Regions from separate parts of the Sus scrofa genome. Here region 1 is linked to region 2. The links are chromatin contacts, called in public Hi-C maps. All regions are on one chromosome and are shown on one strand. Each heading gives the region's core, a stretch centred on a gene start, on an enhancer-like site or on the middle of the called end of the contact. The rest is flanking DNA. Distances are from core to core; before and after follow the strand shown.

The links. A called contact is a pair of places that touch in the nucleus more often than the background predicts.
Region 1: a Hi-C map of fetal skeletal muscle shows a contact between it and region 2, with 2.9 times the contacts expected there. The contact joins the promoter of RGMB here to the enhancer-like site in region 2. A contact is called at or near these places in 3 of 47 Hi-C or Micro-C datasets (embryonic fibroblasts, fetal skeletal muscle and skeletal muscle) and 1 of 2 datasets of contacts at active chromatin or transcription factors (skeletal muscle).

The regions. Positions count from the first base shown.
Region 1 is chr2:105,040,176-105,045,685 of Sscrofa11.1, forward strand. It overlaps RGMB (RGM domain family member B), which reads left to right and starts at 2,304. Exons shown (of 6, transcript XM_003480881.4): 1 at 2,304-2,705; 2 at 3,672-3,747. The coding sequence starts at 3,743. It overlaps LOC106509507 (a long non-coding RNA gene), which reads right to left. Exons shown (of 3, transcript XR_001307107.2): 2 at 4,827-4,890; 3 at 4,023-4,138.
Region 2 is chr2:104,565,820-104,571,964 of Sscrofa11.1, forward strand. All of the region lies in intron 3 of LOC106509506 (a long non-coding RNA gene), which reads left to right. Among named protein-coding and RNA genes, the nearest start is that of RGMB, 470 kb to the right of the region's middle. Within about 2 kb of position 3,657, at least 5 of the 83 cell types and tissues checked have an H3K27ac peak or open chromatin away from gene starts, as enhancers often do. A contact at or near this core is called in fetal skeletal muscle, where this site is marked.

The DNA of each region.
Region 1 (5,510 bases), core at 1,054-3,553, 470 kb after region 2:
ATTGCCATGAAAGCTAAGCAATTAAAAAAAAAATCTTTTCTGAGAGTTCCCATTGTGGCACAGCAGAAACAAATTTAACTAGTATCCATGAGGATGAGGGTTCGATCCTTGGTCTTGCTCAATGAGTTAAGGATCTGGCGTTGCCGTGAACGTGGTCTAGGTCGTAGACGAGGCTTGGATCCCACTTTGCCATGGCTGTGGTGCAGGCTGGCAGCTGTAGCTCTGGTTAGATCCCTAGCCTAGGAACTTCCATATGCCTCGGGTGTGGCTCTAAAAAGTAAACATAAAAATTCCTTTCTGAAGAAAAATGGAGTTCCCTGGTGACAGCGGGTTAAGGTCTGGCATTGCTACTGCTGTGGCTCAGGTCACAGCTTTGCATGGGTTCGAGCCCTAGCCCCTGCATGGGCGTGGGTTCGAGCCCTAGCCTCTGTGTGCTACAAGCACAGTGGAAAAGAAACTGAAGAAGCTAGAGACTTGTAGTTTAAAAATTAGTACTTCATTATGTTTCACCCTTTTTTGTCTTGGTTTCAGAAAAGATTCTACTGAAAACAATCAAGGATGTCCAGAGGAAGAACTAAAGCTAAAGACTCCAAAGTGAGTAGTGAATTGAAAATTCTGGAAAGTATCATCAGGCTAAGGAAAAATTTAATGTATTGATTTGATTAATGCATTTACATGATGACTGACAAGAGAGCATACAGGTTCCACTGACCAATAGTTATATGAAGAGGCTGGTGGAAAGGGGATTCTGGCAGCTTGTGCCTACTAGTTACGTGTGAGTAAAGCCAGTTTTTGCAGGGCAGTGGTGAAGGACTGGGGCTGTATTAGAAAAGTCCTCTGGGCTAGCTTGCTTTGAACTCTTGTTCATCATTATTTTATGTGGCAGCTTTTCTTTGTGTTGGTGGAAAGGAAAAGAAAAACACAGGAGATTTGCCTTTAGATTCTAAATCAAAGCTCTGCTCTGCTGATTGCTGGAGTGGCTTTTCAAAGGCAAGCAAGTGGGGACATTAAAATTCCTTGCTTCTGTGCACCGGAGCTGAGGTTTATCATTTTTAAAATTCTAAGTAGCAAAAAGAGCATTTTTCAATGTATCTTATGTTTACCTCAAAACATCACTAGTATTTTTTTTTTTTCAATTTGATTGCCGTTTGGAGAAGATAAAACAAGGTGGGGAAATACTTAAAAAGGGAAAAGGATAACCTATAGAGAGGATGTGAGGAGGTATCTCTTGTCATGGGATTTCAGAACCATAAGGAATTAGGCCATTGGCCCTAACACACCCTTTTTGGTAGCGACCCCAAGTCAAAGACAGCAGTTGCTTAAGACTCCTATCCAGAAAGTCAGAACTAGACTCTCCTCGCTGGATTCCCACTCCGCCCTCTTTACGCTGCCCTATGCTGCCTCTAGCGTTTACATCGAGAAACTATAAAGGGTGGGGGCAGCAGATGGTGAAGAAAAGCTGGAGAGGGTCGGAGAAACTTCTAAGGCGAAAAGTTCAATACCTAGGTCAAGACGCTTGAATATTTATCTGCCTAGACAGAGAGAAGCAGCCTGCTCGTACCAGGCATTAAATGCATAGAACAGTAGCTACCGCTGAATACCTGGAATGCTTATTTTCCATTTTGGAAGATCAGCTAATCCCTTCTCTTTCGCCCTCCACGCCTTCTACTCTTATTCGAGTGATCGTCTTTCCTTGAACGTCGCGTGGGCTTGTTCTTTTATACCACACTTGCTCACCTGTGTCTTAGATGTATCTCTCAGTCCTGTCTCCCTCAATCCTGTCTCCCCTCCTATTTCCCAAATCGTTATCCTGGGTTTTCTTAAACTGTAAATTCAAGCCACATTTAGATGGACAGGAAAAGTCGCTGGATTCCTTATTTCGGCGAATGTCCAGAGGACTATTGCAGCCCCTTACCACCCCCACCCCCACCCCCATTTAACTATACTCGGAAGACCCTCAAGGAGCACTTATGGAAAGGAAAGGGTGATTTTGTGGCCGTCGGTGGAGAGCTAGAGCAAGTGGTGGAAGGAGAGGCAAGGGACCACATTTGTGCCTGTTCCGAGGCGCAGAGCAGAACAACCTGCACGCGTTCGCTGCCGCCCTGACCGAGGAATAGTGACCAACGAGGAATAGATTGGTGCCTCGGGTGGGTAAACACGGCCGGCCTGGAGAGCGGCGCAAAGGGTGGTGGTGGCAACGCGAAAGACCTCTTTGTGCAGGCCTTAGAGGGGTGGGAATGAGAGAGGCGCAAGCCCAGCGGGACCTGGAGTCTGGGGTTTTGGGTCGCCGCTACCCGCCACTCTGCAGCGGTGCCAGAAAGATCCGGGTTGTGCCGGCAGGGGGAGGTGTGACGCTGGAGGGGTGGGGTAGAGGTTCTTAGGTTTGGTCTTCGGAATCGGGGAGAAGAGAAAGCAGATTGGAGAAAGACGGAATTGAGGGATTTGCCTCCCGCCCCCTCCCCTAGGCGACAGAGACATCCCGGCAGCTGGAAGGGCACAGCCCCTCGCCCCGCGCTCTCTCAGCAGTTGCAGAATCGGGAGAGCAGCCCCCGAGGCGGAGCCTCCCTTCTGCCCTGGTTACCGCTGCCCCCACCTGGGGGAGAGAGGCGGGCGCCGTGCTGCCTCCCTCAGCGCCCCGGCCGCGTGGCTTGCGGCTTATTTTCCCAGCTGGCAAGCGTCGCGCTGCAGACAAGGGAATGCCTGTGGTGAGTTGTTTATTTTGTTGAAGTTTGCGGTGGGCCAGGGGGACGTGGGGGGCGAGCAGCAGGCAGCGGCCGGGACTATTTTGTTTAGGTCTCGGTCCACCTGTGTGGTATAAATCTGCCAGTCTCAGGGCGGCGGGGGGCCAGGGTGTGAAAATCCCAACTCTGCAAAAGGCCCCTCCTTGCCACTTGCAGACCTAGAACCACATTTGATTCTCCACTCTTAGAATCATCTAGATCCCAGCTATCACTATCCCCATGCCCCTGATCAGTGCTTCCAGCACCGGTTGCAAACAGGGCTCGCGCTCCAAAGGAGAGTTAACGCCCACCGCCCAGAGACAGCTGGCTATTGAAATTCTTCCCGGATACCCTTCCCGGTTCCTTGAGGATAGTGGAGTTGAGGATTTGATATGAGGGGCGATCGTGAAATTACTGGAAACTTGTTTTAGTTGTTTCTGGTATGAAGTCGGTTCAGAGGTGTCAGGTCTGCCCTTTACTACAAACTAGGATTTGGGTTGGCCAGAGTTTCCCCGACTTGAGGCCGGGGCGAGTAAGCAGTCGGCTCCCAGGGGAACCCAGAGGAACCCCCGGGGCTGATAGCAGTCGCGGCACCGGCTGCGTTTGCCTGGAAGAAAAGCCTAAATACATTAGCGAGCTGGTAAAGCTTTTAGGGCCTTCTCGGGAGTGAGTGGCTGGCTAATGAGAGGTTAATTTTGTTTGGAAGGGAAGGCTGCGCTGGTTTCCTGAGATAAATGGACAGGAAGCGCATTACCTCCGCGCGCTGGCAAGCGACTCCCAAATGCTTTTTGCACCTGCCGTTTTGAGCGGTGCGAGCCACAGAGAAGCCTGCAGGGATAACTGGGGCCCGTTGTGTACGCTCGGGCGATGAGCTCTACGCTCACTCCGGGCCCTCTCTTTCTGGGGGCTCAGCGCTCACCCCCAGCTCTGGGACTCTTCTCTCACACCCAGGTCCTGCGCGTTACGGAACTCAGACACCCCTCGATACTGCCAAGTCCTCTCCAGGAGCGGAAGGGTTAAGAATGATGTAAGTACAATCCACTAGCTGCTTGCTGCTGGGCTGTCGGACTCGAGCTACTTCAGCCCCTGCTTTGCGTACGGTGGGCTGGGGAGCAGCGAGGGAGACTTTACTCTAGAATGGGTTGCACAAATCTCAATCCCGGGTGCGATTCTTGGCTCCTCTGACCCCGGTGATCTGTTAAGAGACCGACGTGTTAGATTTCTGGAAATGGAGATTCTGTATATTAACAGGAATTCAACTAAGATATCACATAAAGGTTCAGGAAAGGAAACCACATCTTGTTTACGATCCATTAATGTTCTGGCATGTGTTTTAATTCTGTCCATTTGGCATGTTCGTACCATGGGATGTTTTGCAATGTCCTCTAATTGTACTATTCTGGTCTCATCTTTTCTTCCTGAAAACAAAGATGAAGAAAGAAAGAGTACAAGTGGTAAGAAACAGGGTGGATTTTTGAGTTGCGCAAGCTGTCACTTAACGATTTTTTTCTGATTAAAATATAAAAACTTTTATAAGTAATCGATTTTATATTTGTGTTCTACCTCCGCTCCCCAGATTTTTCCTTGTAGAGTCTTAAAATCCTCCTTAATTTTCAGCACACTAGCTGGCAGAGTGAATGCACTGTAAGCGACCATTCACCGAGTTCTTGCTTTCCAAGCGATTTGGAATCTTGCTAACAGTCCGAATTTACCCCGAGAGTGTGTCACTAACCTAATGTCTTGAAAATAGGAACCACCTTGCGGTTTAATTGTGAAAATTAACATTTTCCTCTAACATACTGAACACTTATGCAGCAATAAAAAGTGAATTGTTAGGCTTATAAATCTTGAACTTGTCAAATTTTACAACAGACGAGCAATAAAGCACCTTAGAAGAAATGAAGTTTTTCCTCTAGAGAACAAGTTCCATTTCAGGACACTAGGATTTGCAGTGACTCGAGGGTGCCCTCTATTGATAAAATCTTAGAAAAGTTTTGTACTTAAGGAATAGGATGTAGAAGAAAGACGATGAAAAGGGGGACAATCAGAAAATCAGGAGGGAAAAGACTCAAACTATATTAAACTTGATCCTTAACTCTTACTTACATGTCTTAAAATATGGTCCAAAGAATGAGATTCTTCTTTCATAGGGGCCTAATTAAATCTTGGACTAAGGAAGAAGAAACACCTTACTGTTAGTCTTTGTTAGCAAAATACTATGAAATAGTGTTCACATTTGATTACTTCTAAAAAGAAAATTACCAGTATTTCATTAACCTTAGTTCATTTGTAATATGTAGTAATTGCAAGAGTATAAATTTTTGGTCTAACAGCATTTACTCCACAGTATCATCTAAAAATCATATCAGATAACTCCCCCAAAAATTTCTCCAGGCAACTCTGAAGCTACTGTTAAGCATATTATGGATATGCACAAAATTTAGGTTATATCTTGGGCAGTGAAAGGTGTGTTTACCACTTGAGTCATCACGGTATGTAATAAGTAAGAAATGAAAAGTTGCAGTAAAAATAGATGGGCATCCTTCATTAGGGACCTAGTGGTTTGTACAATTCAGAATGTGTCTAATGAGTAACCTGGAGCGATGGAAGGTTTGCCTTCAATTATCCTGGTCCATTGATTAGCACTTTGTAACATATGGAATATTAACGTGTCTGTAGTTGATAGGAAATTCCTAATTAGAGATTGTGAGTAATGTAGCAGGTAGAGTTGCAGACTGGGGCTTGGATGTAAGTGAGGATGCCCTGAGCCGTTTGGGGAAGAGCAAAGAC
Region 2 (6,145 bases), core at 2,407-4,906:
AACAAACAAAACGATTTATTTATACTATAAGCTGGAAAAGTTCAGAGATAATTTGCAAAGATAACAGTTTGACAGCTTTATGCAGGTGTGGGAACCTTTAACCAAGAGTTTGAAATCTCTTCCTTGATGAGTTTGTAAGTAATGAAAGTGGGAAACAATTCACAATGATGGATGGCTTAGAGTTAGGGTGAAATAGCTACCAATATCAAGAAGAGGTCAAAATAATGAAGAAACCATATATTTCTGTAAAGTTTCCCAGGTTATGAGAATCTTCATATACAGTATCTTGCTTAAGATGCACAAGTATTCTAAAGCAGGTATGACAAATATCATCATTTCAATTTTACAGAGAAGGAACTAAAACTTAGGGAATTTCTTAAGGTAAAAATCATCATCAGAAACCTAACTCAATTTTTTTTTTTGACTCAAAGTCATATGTTCTTTCTAATATGCAGTGCAGGAAGTGTGGTACAGAGCTTCCATGCCACCTCCAGGCATCCACTCTCCCAACACTTGTGTTTCCCACATAAAAACTCCTGGAGCCTCATTGTTTCAGGGGTTTTTATATAGGCCCTCATTATATGTCATGATTGATAAATTAGTGACCACATGATTAAATTCAATCTCCAGTACCTCTCTCTTCCCCAAGACTAGTTAGAGCTAAAAGATCCTAATTAATTAATTGCTTTTTAGGACCACACCCATGGCATATGAAAGTTCCCAGGCTAGGGGGCTCAATCAGAGCTATAGCTGCCAGCCTCCTGCCACAGCCACAGCAATGAGGGATCCAAGCCATGTCTGTGACCTACACCACAGCTCACAGCAATGCTGGATTCTTACCCCACTGAGTGAGGCCAGGGATCAAACCTGCATCCTCATGGATTTTAGTTGGATTCCTTACTGCTGAGCCACAATGGGAACTTCCAAAAATATCCAACTTTTTAATCATGTGGTTGGCTTGTTATGAATAACAAAAGACATTACTCTGAGAAAATTTTGAGCCTAAACTTTGAAGAAAAATAAATACCTGGTTATTCAAACTTGCCCAATATTTAAAAATGTGAATTCAATTTAAACAATGATCTTTATTTTATTTTTTTAATAAAATGAAATATCTTGAAAACAGCATAAAAATAGTATCAAAAAGAATGTCAGTAATTTCAAAATAATTATTGCTAGTGTGTCTACATATGTATTTTGGGGATATTTGGCAAAAGTATAGAATTCATAAATGAACTTCAATTCTGGAGAAATTCTCCCTCTTTCCCCCTCTCTCCCTGTTTCCATGCCCCCTTTCCTTTCCCCTTAAACAGAATATCCACCACCCAAATGCAATAGAAACATAAAGTTCCACCTCTCCACATGGCAAAGACATTTTTAAATCCAGTTCAGACCTGGTCAGGTCTAGAACTAACCAGAAAAAATTCTACCATAGCCACATGAAAAAAGGATTTTTTTTTTTTTTTTTTTGGCTTTTTAGGGCCACCCTGTGGCATATGGAGGTTCCCAGTTTAGGCCTATAATTGGAGCTATAGATGCTGGCCTATGCCACAGCAATGCCAGATCCGAGCCATGTCTGAGACCTACACCACACCTCACGGCAACGCCAGATCCTTAACCCAGTGATTGAGGCCAGGGAGCAAGCGAACCTGCAACCTCATGGTTCCTAGTCGGATTCATTTCTGCTGTGCCACAATGGGAATTCTGAGAAAACAGAATCTTCAAAATATATGTTCATGCTTACATCAGTGTGTGTATGTGTATTTTTGTAGGTATATGTATATATGTGTAAGAACATATTATTAGATCAAATAGCAGATAAATTCCAACTACTTCAAAATAGGAGAGGCAAATGCTTAAGACATGGTGAAATTTATGAAGGAAACTACCAACTAGCCAAACAGACTTCCAAGTTTTGCAAAGCACATTCACCAAAGCCATCATGCTTCATTTAAAATATTTAACAGGAGTTCCCATCGTGGTGCAGAGGTTAACGAATCCGACTAGGAACCATGAGGTTTCTGGTTCAATCCCTGACCTTGCTCAATGGGTTAAGGATCCGGCGTTGCTGTGAGCTGTGGTGTAGCTTGCAGACGCAGCTCAGATCCCATGTTGCAGTGGCTCTGGTATAGCTGAGGGTAACAGCTCCAATTAGACCCCTAGCCTGGGAACCTTCATATTCCACTGGAGCGGCCCTAGAAAAGGCAAAAAGACAAAAAATTTTAAAAAAATAAAAAATAAATTATTTGGAAAACTAAAAAGTGTTTTAAATTAATGGATATTTTTATTTGCCTGACAGATAAAAGGTCACATACACTATTAAAACTTGAAGGTTTTCACCTGTTCCTTTCTGGACTGGCTTACATGTGCTAAGATGAAAGTTATATGTAGCTTTTTCTCATTCCCACTTGAAAAAAAAGTATTAGGTGATTACAAAGCTCAATTACCATCTTATTAGATGAAGTAGATCTTATCTCTTCACATTTTAAGATTCCAATAAAAGTCATGAACTTTTTCTCTGGAAAAGTGAAATTCATGTGAGTATAATTTGGGGTGGTTCACAGACACTATAAAGACCCAGGTAAAATCCTTAGGCAAGAGGGAGGAACATTGTAGACACATTCCCAGAATTACTCATGCTCAGACAGACTACGTTCTGAAAGTGTGACAGAATCAGCACACCTGCTCTGTTTTCCTCACTAGAGAAACTAATGCAAAGCATTTCTGTTTCCCTTTCGGCCACACAGAAATATCCAGTTTCTTAGTAGAATAGTCTAATTTACCACATTTTAAATTATATTATGAGGGTAAGTTTCCATTTCAAATTCTTAAAACTTTTGATTTACTTAAGACTGAGAGAAAAAGGAATTTAAAGAGGTTTGTATATCAAATTCACACCTGAATCCCTATAATTTCATCAAGCTATTATTTTACTCTCCAAAGGGAAAAAAAGGAATTATATAAGAGTTATGTATGTGTAAATATTTTTTCCCTAAATATAGGACTCATGCCTTCCATTTAACCAGTAAGAAATATAAAACAATCACTGCTGATGATCCCACATATTTAGCAATTGATCAAGTAGTAAATTCTCAGTTTCAGGTAGATTCACACACTTCCTAACTATTAAAGTGTATTTTTTCAAACTCTTAGAATGAAATCTTTGATCTATCTATATTATCTCAATGTATTATCTACCTTTACCTCAGGGTCTTACTAAAAAGAACAACTTGCAAATAGCTTCACAGACCCACTGACTCGGACTCTAAGGTATGGCATTTGGAATCAGCCTTTTCAGGAAGCTCTCAATGTTTTTCTAATTCACACAAAAGTCTTGTGACCTCCTTCACTGGAGATTCCTTCCAGCCCTATGATTTTATGATTCTGGTTTGTGACTAATCAGCCTAAATTTTAGTTGGTAGACCACATAACTCCCTGCCAAATTTTCTCTACCAAATATAGCAAGAGTTGACAGTTGCCCAAGCAGCAGTGGTCTTTGTGTGTGCCCATTCTAAAAGCAGCTGGGCCCGTGAGGCCTCAGCCCCAGCTGTCTGGAACTGGGCAGCAGGTGCTGAGATGGCCAGCTGTTCTCACAAGGCATGCCTGGCAGCTCTGCTTGCTCAGGTCTCAAATTTTCCCTTGGGTGGCCTTGCTTTTGTGGGTGGTCCAACTCAAGTCTAATCCTAGTGAGTGCATTCCAAAGCTGAAATACCCAAGGCCAGAGCTATATAGAGCACATGCATATGTTTCATGTTTATAAATATGTATTCACATATTGGATTGGATGACTGCTTAGTCCCATCCAGCCTTAAACTCTATGTGTGTGTTTGTGTGTGTGTGCGTACTCATATATAATTATTATGCATAAATTCTCATACATGATTTTTAGTTGCTGATGAAGATGGGCATGGTCCAACTGTCTCTACACTTTCTAAATTTTAATTTTTTTTAATTAAGCCTATTTTTAAGAATAGGACTTTTTAAAAAAGGACCTAAATAACTCCAAAATTCTACCAGATTAAAATAACTGCATCTAAGCAATCCCAGAGAAAAGATAATTTTGTGGCAACAAATTCCAATGTGTACAGAACATAAAAATTTATAAAAATGGAGAAGGATGAGGAAAATGCATGTTTTTGCAAGACTGGTTGTAGTTTTAAATTACTATTCTCATTTTTCTTCTTTTTTAAGTGGCAAAATAATATATACTATAACAATATAATAGTATATTAAATTTGTAAAATTATTGCAAAATTAGATTTAAACTTAAAAGTGATATTTTAGCACACTGACTTTAAATATTTGTTATATTTATATTATGCTCAAGATTATTTTCTTCTATAGTAATAAGGTTATTTTCTTCTATAGTAATAAGGATGAGAAACTACACAATTTAAAATTGTAAGATAATCGTTTGCTGAGAAGATTTCTCAACATTAGAAATAAATTGATAGCTGTCTGTTGACTTTATAGAATTAATCTCAGATACTATGGTAAAAGGGTAAAGTATACAGTCCTTTAATACTCTGAGTCAGTAGTTGTTAATCTGCTTCATTCACACACTGAAAATATGATTGAATTAGATAGATTGAAAAACCTTATTTTTTAAGTACTTGATTTTTTTTAAAACTTCTTATGCTAGGTTGCATTTTTTAAAAAATCATGATTCTTTCAAGAAACCATAACTTTGTAAACAATGATTTCTAGTACTACATAAAATATGATGAAAATACATAATGATTCTTTTGGAGGAGAATGCAAGAACTATACACTAGCCTATACCAAAAATATTTGAACAAAATACAAAACGTTGTAGTAGAATGAGTGACACTTTGTCTGAAAGAGGAAAGATTGTACTTTGCACATATACTGTCAAAAATAAATGTGGTTTAATGCATATATTTGTTGTAAATTATAGTTAAGTTATTATTTTAACCAAATTAATAGCTTACTTCAAATGCCTATAAAGCTATTAGCATAGCTGAAATGGGCTTACACAGATGGTCTGTCTATAGGTTATAAATGAGGAGGAAATTTAGTGGTTGGATATTTAATTTAATCAATACGACATGCAAAGTGATGGGAATAAATTGATGTGTAACCCTGAATTGCCTGGGGTATCTACATTGATCCACTTAAGTGATGAAACCATGAACTTCACTCATTTTATGGGAATTAGAGAACTCCTATTAAGAAAAATGTGGCAAAAGCAGCTGTGATCTCCAGGGCTTCCTATCAGATATTCTGGGTCTTTCTTTTATTCCATGCTGGGCAAGCTTCCCAAGTCCCTAAGGCTCTCAGTTCCCTCATGCTCCCAGTTATCTACTCCATAAATGGATTCTTATTCCGAAGAAGTTATCTCAGATGAAGCCACCAAAAGTGTAGGCATAAATTAGTATGTTTTGTGGTGACAAATCCATATGGCACAAATTGTTAACCATACACACAATTTGTACAATAGATCTCTAAAATTTTTCCATCTTGCATTACTAAAAATCTAAACCCATTCAACAGCAATTCTCTTATTTTCCCCTCTCCTGGACCTCTGGTAACCACCATTCTATTTTCTGTTTATTTGAGTTTAACTGTTTTATATATGTAGTATAAGTGGAGTCATACGGTATTTGTCCTCCTGTAACTGATGTATTCACTTAGTATAAAGTCCTCAAGGTTTATCCGTGTTGTAAAATATGACAGAATTTCCCTCTTTTTATAGCTGAATAATATTCCATTGTTTGTATGTGTATGTCTCTGTATATACACACACACACATAAACATAGACCCACACATACATACAAACATATATGCCACATTTTCTTTATCCATTCACCTGTTGAAAGATGATCTACTCATCTTTATCCATTCATCTGTTTAAGTAGCCACCTGCTACTTTCCTTTGTTCTCAGTGGTCCACAGGTATCCAAACTATTCTGGTCTGTCAGCACTCTGGGTGAGTCCAGGCAGAAACCATTTCCTTGGGCAGTACTCTGAAGGGCTGGAATGTTGGAGGCATGCTCCACTCTGCTTCCACCCTGAGGGAAATGTTGTGAGCTGGGGTGTTCTCTTCTAGCACCGAACTATGCAGTCCTAGGAGAGGGGTTGAGGTCTTTAACATGAAATTGCTTTCCTTATCCATTTCAGTGC